2 separate regions of the Pan troglodytes genome follow, and region 2 is linked to region 1. The links are chromatin contacts, called in public Hi-C maps. All regions are on one chromosome and are shown on one strand. Each heading gives the region's core, a stretch centred on a gene start, on an enhancer-like site or on the middle of the called end of the contact. The rest is flanking DNA. Distances are from core to core; before and after follow the strand shown.

Region 1 (4,712 bases), core at 1,063-3,562:
ACCTCTGCCCCGGCACATACACTAGACATGCTTGTTGTGGTCAGTTCCTCTGAAGCCTGGTGTTTCTCTGGGCTCTGCTGGAATCTCTGCCTCTTCCCCTTCTTGCCTGGCTATTCCTGAATATCCTCCAGGACTCTCTCTGGATGTTGCTTCCTCAAGGATACCCCTGAGTTAGTTTCAAGGGCATTCTCAGCTTCTCCAGCACCCTTGGCTTCTCTCTCAGTACTCAGTTCTCTGCCTTGTTATTACCTGTCTGCTTTTTCCACAAGGCTATGACGGGAAGCCCCAAAATATTTATGGAATTAATGAATGAAAAGGGGTGGTTCTAAGACAAAAGAGGTCACTGTACATTGGCCAAATGTCCCAACAGGTATCTATTATATCTCACCAGGGTAGGAATTATCAGTAACCAAGATTTACAGATGAGGAAACTCAGCCCAAGGTAGAGTCCCTCTGCCTGTCATTCAAATTTCTGGGCACCTGTGTGTAAGCACCATGCTGGGCTTTTCACAGGCAGTATGTGTAGGGTGGACAGGCTGAGAGCAAGCACGTGAGGCCCATCATACCAGGTGAGAGTTAAGGTGCTGACACCTTGCATGAGGGCTTAGTCTCTTGGGCCTCAATTCTTCGTAGGGCTGGTGAAGGGTCATAGGAACGACTGTATGTGAAGTGCCCAGGACAGTGTCCAGTACACTAGTACAGACCCAGCAAGTGTTTACCGATTCTTATCTCAGTCCTAAGGATGGGAGTCACAGGCCCAGAAAAGGTCCCTGGATTGAGACAACCAGCCAGAGGAGAGCTGAGTGTACATCCCAGGCCCCCACCCTACAGGGACACAGTCCTCTCCCTTCTGCCCCCACTCAAGGAGTCAGTGTCCTTGTGAGAATCTATGGCGCTGTGGATCTTCTCAACCTAGTGCTGGCACACATGAGATGCTTGGCCAGGGCCTGCCAGATGGGGAGGCTGGAGATGGGTCGGCTGTGATTGAGACCTCTGTGGCCAAGTTTTACTCTAAGAGGCAGGTAAGGCCCTCAGGGGTTATCCCAGAGAAGTCTGAGAGGTTTTCCCTGGGGTCCTGGTCTTCTCCCCCAGACCTGTCAGCAAGCAGTTCATCCCCAGCTGCCAATCTCCTTTTGGCCCTCAGTCTTCCAGAGGAGCTGGGAGGTGGGAGAGAGGGGTTCTGCAGGGCAGTGTTGTTCAGAGGTGAGCTTTGGAAGAAACTGTTGTCTCAACCCTATTTTCACACCTTAGCACCTTTATTTAACTGTCTTTTCCCGAGGCCAGGATCTCATCTTTTGTTTCCCCAGCACTCAGCACACTGCCTGGAATGCAGGAAATGGTTGCTGAATGAAGCGATGAATTACATTTCAGCACTCATCAAGTGCTCAGCCTGTAACTAAGTCTGAGTGCAGGCTGCTAACACTTAGACCTGTACCTTACAGAAGCTTCGCAGCCAGTGCTGTGCATTGGAAGTTGCAGATGGGGAAACTGAGGCTCAGGACTGTTAAGTGACTAGTTCAAGGCAGGTCTCAGGCCCTCAGGATGGTTAGTGGCAAAGTAAAGGACTGGGAGGAACATTGATGAATTGGGGCAATTGGCAGAGGAGTAATTGTCAGTCAAAATGATTGGCTCAAATTATTAGGTGTGAAAAAGGAACCAGTCAGAGCTTGCCTGTTGAGTCGAATTGCCCAGATGGGATTAGCAGGGTGAGTGACCCTAGCAGAACAAAGAGCTGGCCCTTGTAGGTATAGACTCGACTTTTCTCTGGTTGGTCCCAGCACATAGACAACTACCAACCTGACTTTGCACCTGAGAATCTTCAGGGTACCTCAGACTCTTCAACAGAAGGAGCCTCCCTGAGGTCACAGCCCTCTCATCAGTCCCGTTCCAGTGGGCACTTTCCCTCTAACAAAGCCCACTTGCTGTCTTGGCAGGGTCTGCATCCGGCACTTGCAGACATGTGCTAAGGGCCTGTTGACTTGGGAGCCTCCATCACTGGACTGTGGGCCTTGGAGAGCAAAAGGGTAAGAGCATCTCGAGCTCCACGCCTGCTGGGCCAGTCGCTGGGTGAAGGCAGGGGAAGGATGGAGTTTAGCTGGCCAGCACTAATGTCACACAGGGCAACGCCAAAAATGGCCTTTCTCCCAGGTGGGCTCAAAGTTAACAGAAGGCAGTGAGTAAACAGTCCACTGGGGCAATAACTATGCACATTTACTAAGCCATGGGAAGAATAGTAGTCACGTGGCCCTCGAGGGCGGTGCCCTCAGCTTGAGATGGAGTTAACTCCAAATCTAATCACAGAAGGCTTTCTGGAGGAGGCGGAATTTTTATGGCGGCGGGATCCGGCTTTCTCTGAACAGCGAGAAGGCGCTTAGCGCCCTAGGGACCAGGTAACTCGTGAGGTGAGCTTCTTGGTGGGGATCAAGCCCAGGGGGCGACGGAGTCCGGGCTGGGGGAAGGGCCCGAGGGGCTGGAGTCGCAAGTTCAGGCCCAGCTTGGGCTCCCTGTCCCGCCCTTCCGCTGTCTTGGGGGATTGGACGCCACGCGGTCGTGCTAGAGTCGGTGCTGCGGGCCCGGTGCAGGATGCAGGCCGTGAGGCCCCAGGCCGAGGGCTGCGCCAGCGGGCTTGTCCCGGCCAGCCGGGCGGTCCCGTGTCCCGGCGCAGCTCCGCTGGGGTCCAGATGCCCGGCCCTCAGGGGCGAGGCGCGCACTCCCCGGGGAACCGGGCTGCGGAGCAGGCGGCCCGCTCTGGGCGGCGGTGGCACGAGAGGGCCATCTGCCTGGGTGCCGAGAACTGCAGCGTCCGCGGTGCGAGGCGCGGCCCGTCCCGTCCCGGCCCCCAGCCCGGCGCGCACGCACATACCCACGCCGGCCGGCGCCCGCTGCCCGAGCCCCCGTGCCAGGCCCAGACCTTGACTAGGCGCGGGAGGCGGTGCAGGGACTAGAGGACCCCCTCCCCCGGCGTTCCCCTCGCCCCGCCCGAGGCTGCGAGGACCCTTGGGCTCGGGGGTGGTGAGGGAGCTTCGTCCCGGCTGGGCCCGGGCTGGGGACTCGGCCTCCCTGGGCGGGGGCCGCACGGCTGCAGGCCGAGGTGCGGACGCGCTGTCAGGCTGCTGCCCGGCTCGGTGCCGGGGGTGGGCTCAGCGCTGGGGTCGCCTGGCTTCGTTCCCCCGCGGAGGCCACGGCCGGGCGAGCAGTGCCCGGGCGGGTAACCCGACCCGGCTCCCCAGAGCCGCTCACCCCGCACGGCCCGGCAAGGGGAGGGAGAGGGATGGGGGGAGGGGGAAGGGAAGGGGTGGTGGGTGAGGGGCTGTGGGCACCGCAGGGCCGAGTCCCCGGCCCGTCTGCGCTGCTGTAGGGCGGCTGCCCGCGGCACCCGGGACGATCCAGCCTCTGCCTCGCGGGCGTCGAGCCTGAGACAGGAGGGAGCCCTGGGGCTGCACAGGCTTGGCTCAGGGAGGCAGACCCGAGCTGCTGCCTCCATTTTGTTTCCTGCTCAGCTTGGTCTGTGGTGGTGGTGGTGGTGGTGGTGTGGGTTTGGGGTGCGGCCGGGTAGGGGGGTTCACCTGCGGCCGCGTCTGCTCGGGGCCTGAGGCCTCGAAGACCCCAGCCCAAGCCCCCAGGTGAGCCCTGCGGCAGGAGGGGGGTTGCCTTGGCCTCGGGCCGAACCCAGCGGGCTGAGGGCAGGTGCCCAGTGGATGGGGAGCCTGGGCTGTAACCTAAGATGGAGGCCGGGACTGACGCGGGCCCGAGCAGGGCTGGCGGGACGATCGGACAGGCCTCAGCCGCGCCAGGTGCCGCCTGGGTTGGGGTTCGAGACGCGTAGGGTGCGGGAGCCGTGTGCGGCCCGAGGCCAGCGCCGTGCCCCGAGGTAGGTGAGGGGATCGGAATGCCACCCACGACGCCCGCAGGCCCCGACACTCCAAGGAGGCGCGCGAGGCCCCTGGGGAGCCCGCCTCAGGCCCCGCCCGGGCAGCCGGGCCGGCCCGTAGGCCCCGGCCGCGAGCGGGCGCGCAGGGGGAGGGGAGGGGGCGGCAGCGGCAGCTCCGCTGATTGGGCGGCGCTCTCACAAGCCCGACTTCACCCGCCCTGAACCCCGAAGAGTGAGGGAAGGGAACGCGCGCGCTCGGTGGGGGAAGGGGTGCGCGCGCACTCCGGGCCCAGCCGCACGCGGGCCGGCGCGAGGCGCTCGGTCGCACGCGCGGCCGCGGGGGCGCGCGCGGTGGGGGTGTGAGGAGGAGGAGGCGGCGGCGGAATAGGCCGGGGCAGGTCGCGCTCGCTGCCTTCTCCCCTGAAGAGAGACGCGGGGGGGAGGGGGGTGCGGCGAGCGGCCCCGCTCTCTCCCCACCGCTCCGCTCGCACCCCAGTGTAATGAGGGTCACCCCCTCCCCCCAGCTGGCCCGGGAGGGGGCGCGGGGCACGGTAACTAGTGCGCTGGGGTGGGCGGCGGGCAGGCGCGAGGAGAAGGGAGGGAGGAGGGTGGCCGGGCGGGGAAGATGGTGGTGGCCGTAAGGTGAGGGGCTCGGGGGAGGGCCAGGCGCGATGCGGGGTTGGTGGCCGGCGGCGCTGCAGCCGCCGGCCCCCTCCCCCTCCTCCTCCTCCATCACTACCAGCCGGGCTCAGGCCTAGCTGGCCGGGCTGCCGCGAACTTCCTCCCGGCGCGGCCCGTGCCCCGCCGGCCGCCTGCGAACACCTCGGCCTCCGCCTCCCCT
Region 2 (4,712 bases), core at 952-3,451, 170 kb after region 1:
CGTTCCATGGGCCAGCACAGGCAGGCGCCACTCTGCTGACATGAGGACCTGGGGTAGCTCAGACATTTGACTACCCAAGCCCAGAAAGGAGCTGGGTCCAGCCCTTACGGGGAATTCCTTTAATTCCCCCAGGCCAGGTGAGTGCTGACTCAGTGATGACAACAGCTGTAGAAGTAGGGGTTTGGCTTCTGGCCCAGATCCACGCCCTTGTCCTCTGTCAAAGAGAGAGGTGGCAGCTCAGCACCATTCTGTTGGGATCAGGTAACTCAGGAAAGGGGCTAGATGCTGTGGGCCTAGAGTAAGTCTCCATAAAGGCTGGGGAAGCACACACCTGTCATCACCTGGAAGGCAGCCACACTGACGTAATCCTCTGCCACTTTCTGGAAGAGCTCGTCTGGCAGGAAAAATGATGATCAGCGAGGGCCCAATGCCAGTAGCCCTGGGATCTCCCAGTGACCCAGCCCTCTGTGCCCTATTCAGCTTCCTCTGGTGCCCCTGCATGTTCCTGCTGTGAGGCTCCAGCACAGCACTCACCCACACTCTGGCCTGTCTTGCTGGATGTTTCAAAAAGCTGAGCTTTGATATCTGTAAAGAGAAGTGACTAAAGCCTCATACCTGAGAATTAGATAAACAGACAAAAGGGAGGGCTAGCAGTTCAGGGAGTCTCCTGGACCCCACAGTTCAAGGAGGCCAGGAAGACCTCCTAGAGCACCTTGCCCTGGCAGCCAAGGCAGTCCCTATTTTCTTTGATCCACCCAGACAGCCACACACCCCCACCCCCCAAAGGGCTGAGGAGCAGCTACTGTCTGCATAGTCCTGGACGTCGTGGAAGTCCACACGTCGACGCCTCCGGTCTTCTTCCAGCAGGTCACTCTTGGTGCCACATAAGTAGATTTGGCAACCCTGAGGCAGAAGACAAGGGTCACCTCCACAGGCCAACAAAACCCCAGCCCCTAGTGTTCTAGTGAGGTCTGTTCACCTACCTCCTCTAGGCTGCGCAGTTCCTTCACCCAGAACTTTGCTCGCTCAAAGCTGCTGCTGTCTGTGAGGTCTTGGTGTGCGGCATGCAGGAGACAACCAAGTGGTCAAGGGCTGTTCTCTGGCTAGCCTGGCACCCATCTTTTCTTGTGAGACAACCCAAACCCCCCCCCCCTTACCATAGCAGACGATGGCAGCCTTGGCACCCCGATAGTAGATTCTACTCATGGCCTCATAGCGCTCAGAGCCTGCTGTGTCCTAAAGAGTAAGGCTTGAGTCAAACTTGAGGCCACGTTCTCCAGACCCCGCTATTTTCCAGATAAGGAAACGGGTCTATGAGAAATGGGTCTGTGAGGCCACAAATCAACCAGTAATAGGCAGGACCTACACCTCCTCAGGAATGAGTCTCCCAAGAATAGATGGCCAGGGGACTTACCCAAATACCTAATGTCACAGTCCGGTCTCCGACCGACATCACCTTGGCCACGAAGGCGGCCCCGATGGTCTGCAACGAGAGGGAAGAGATCGGGGCCATAGGTGCAGATTACCGGCCCCCCACTCCCCCGCCCACCGTGCCTGGCCCCTCCGGATGCACTCACGTTCTGATAAGGCCCCACCAGAAAGCGGTCGTGCACGTAGCGCTCCACCAGGCTAGTCTTGCCCACGTACTCCTTGCCCAGCATCACCACCTTGACGTCCACGCGCTGCCCGCTCATGCTCCCGGGGCCGCTTCAGCCACGTCAGGGTCCTGAGCGGGGACGGGAGGCAAACCCCGATCTCCGCTCGGCCCAGGCAGCGCCCAAGCCTCAGACCCCGACCCCAAACGGCGCCAACCTACGACTCCAGACAGCGCGTCGGGCTCGAGCTCTGGCCGTGGCCTTGCACTTCGGCAGCGCCCCGTGTGCCCCCGCTGTTCGGCCCCGGGCGCCGATTATCCTTCGAAGACCCCAAGCCCCGGGGCGGCCTGGGAGCGCGCGGGACAGCGTCCTCAACAGCGCAGCACGCCGCCGTGCAGCTCGCTACTCCGTCATTCGCTCGCCTGCCCGGCTTAAGCTCCGTTCTGGCTGGGAATCCCAACCGAACCTGGGGTCTCCCGCAACCCGGCTCCTACCCGCAGCGCCGCGACTCCCGCGGGAGGGGGCGAGAGGGCGAGGGGGCGGGGCCGCAAGGTCACGTGGCGCGGGCGCCGGAAGCGGTGGCTACTGTGTGGCTGCGCCTGCGCCGGAAGTGGCGCGCGGCCGGACAACTCATGGCGGCGGCGGCGGCAGCTGCTTGGGCGCGGTGCGGTGGTGACTGAGCTACGAGCCTGGCGGCGGGTGTGCGCCGAGCCCCGGCCCGGCCCGGCCCCCGCGTGCCTCCCAGGCTCCGCACCCCTGATGCTGCGCGGGTGCTGAGCCCGCTTCGGCCGGGACGATGGTGAAGTATTTCCTGGGCCAGAGCGTGCTCCGGAGTTCCTGGGACCAAGTGTTCGCCGCCTTCTGGCAGCGGTACCCGAATCCCTATAGGTACGTGGCATTTGGAAGAGCAAAACTTCGCCATCTCGCTATCTGGAGATCGAATTATGGGTAATCCCCAAGTACTGGGACCAGGAAGACTCGATATCGAATCCTAGGTAGACCTTATCGGGGAAGCGGCCAGGCCAGGCCTGCAAGGTCCTGAAGGGAGGTTGAGCCTGGGCGGTGGTTTACTTGAGACCTTAGTGCAAGATTCTTTTCTCAGTGTGGTGAGACAAGAAGAGGCGGCAGTATGGGAGTTGGGAGGGATCTTGGAGTTGGAAATCCTATTTCTCTGCCCGTGGCGCTTTCCTGGGGTGCAATAAATCATGAGGTCCATTCCTGCTAGAAGGCAGGAATCCAGGTCAGTCAGATGGCGGGAGTTGGAATTTGCCCTGGGATGGGCCCTTAACTCTGGTTTGAACCATAGCACATACCACCCTGCAAGGTTACAGGAAGGCGTGGCCTCTCTAGGCCCGGAGCCTCCAAATGGGAATCCCCTCGGGCAGTCTCTTAGGGGCAAGCTTCTGAGGGTCACCTTCACCCTGACACCTGCAGCAAACATGTCTTGACGGAAGACATAGTACACCGGGAGGTGACCCCTGACCAGAAACTGCTGTCCCGGCGACTCCTGACCAAGACCAACAGGATGCCACGCTGGGCCGAGCGACTATTTCCTGCCAATGTTGCTCACTCGGTGTACATCCTGGAGGACTCTATTGTGGACCCACAGAATCAGACCATGACTACCTTCACCTGGAACATCAACCACGCCCGGCTGATGGTGAGACACCTCCTGTGGTGATTCTGCACCTCCCCCTCTCCCCTCCCCCCGAGATAGAGAGCTCCTCAGATACATGTGGCTAGAGAGCCATAAGGCAGCTTTTGTGGCCGGAGGCAGGTCTGGGTTACTGAGGGTTGACAGCTGTAGAGTATGACCTCAGGTTTTCTTCTTTTCAGCTGGTCATCCTCTCTGGACCTGTCTTTTGACTCATTCATACAGTGGGGGAGGGGTACCTATCTTACGGAGTTGTCCTAAGTTCTAAATGCAAAGCGCTCCCATCTGGCATCTATGGCACAGATATATGTTGGACTCACAGGAGTGATGCTGAGTGGCGGAGGCAGCGCTTTTCTTTTTTTTTTTTCTGTTTTTTGTTTTTTTCTGGTGACAAGAGTCTCACCCAGGTTGGAGTGTAGTGACATGATCTCACCTCACTGCCACTGCCACCTCCTGGGTTTAAGCAATTCTCGTGCCTCAGCCTTCTGAAGAGGTGGATTTCTAAGCACACACCACCACACCTGGCTAATTTTTGTATTTTTAGTACAGACAAGGTTTTACCATGTTGGCCAGGCTGGTCTTGAACTCCTAACCTCAAGTGATCCGCCCGCCTCGGCCCCCCAAAGTGCTAAGATTACAGGCGTGAGCCACCGCGCCGGGCAAATGTTTTTATTTGGACTGTCAGGAAGCTCCAGAGCTGCAACTGGTGGAAGGCGGCTAAAACACTGCATGTGTCTAGATGCACAAAACAAAATCCAGGAGCAGGACGGGCTGGAAGGCCCTTTGTTGATCTCAAGAGACCTTTTGCCTTCTAGTTTAAGAGTCAGAAGAGAGGTTTTCGAGAGCAAAACGACCTTATTTATGGCTTCTTGTTCTGTCAGTGCCACTTGGAGGTGCAGTCAGGGGAAGGAATGGATTTTCATTGTATTGCTTTGCCTCATAAAAAGTGACAGGGAGTCAGATTTATGTGCAAGTTGGCAAAATGAAAGACTCTTCCACGATTGTGGTTGGCCTCTGCATAGGTGGTGGAGGAACGATGTGTTTACTGTGTGAACTCTGACAACAGTGGCTGGACTGAAATCCGCCGGGAAGCCTGGGTCTCCTCTAGCTTATTTGGTGTCTCCAGAGCTGTCCAGGTGAGCAGTGTTGTTGGGGCTGCTGGGGCTCTGGGACCCAGTGCTTTCGGTGTTGGGGCTGGGCTGGGGTCAGTGGGCAACTTAGTATCCTTCCCATTCTCATCTCATGCCAGGAATTTGGTCTTGCCCGGTTCAAAAGCAACGTGACCAAGACTATGAAGGGTTTTGAATATATCTTGGCTAAGCTGCAAGGTGAGTTTCTGGGTATGTGGATATTCCTCATAGGGAGAGGCTCATTCAGCCTAGTGGGCGTGGAGTCTGGGTTAGTCATTGTCCTGCTCTGAGCTGGGACTCCTTGTCTGTACTGGGGGTGGGAGGAGGGTGAAT

The links. Hi-C and Micro-C count contacts between places; a contact is called where the count stands out from the background.
Region 2: a Hi-C map of stem cell-derived neural progenitor cells shows a contact between it and region 1, with 2.7 times the contacts expected there. The contact joins the promoter of PRELID1 here to the promoter of NSD1 in region 1. A contact is called at or near these places in 2 of 7 Hi-C or Micro-C datasets (induced pluripotent stem cells and stem cell-derived neural progenitor cells) and 1 of 1 datasets of contacts at active chromatin or transcription factors (stem cell-derived excitatory neurons).

The regions. Positions count from the first base shown.
Region 1 is chr4:174,749,661-174,754,372 of NHGRI_mPanTro3-v2.0_pri, forward strand. It overlaps NSD1 (nuclear receptor binding SET domain protein 1), which reads left to right and starts at 2,313. Exons shown (of 24, transcript XM_054684820.2): 1 at 2,313-2,402.
Region 2 is chr4:174,924,216-174,928,927 of NHGRI_mPanTro3-v2.0_pri, forward strand. PRELID1 (PRELI domain containing 1) reads left to right here and starts at 2,202. Exons shown (of 5, transcript NM_001251903.3): 1 at 2,202-2,483; 2 at 3,030-3,255; 3 at 4,272-4,385; 4 at 4,499-4,577. The coding sequence starts at 2,392. It overlaps RAB24 (RAB24, member RAS oncogene family), which reads right to left and starts at 2,163. Exons shown (of 9, transcript XM_009450225.5): 1 at 1,813-2,163; 2 at 1,578-1,726; 3 at 1,415-1,483; 4 at 1,158-1,236; 5 at 984-1,051; 6 at 804-903; 7 at 535-585; 8 at 332-394; 9 at 1-214. The coding sequence starts at 1,694. The coding sequence ends at 150.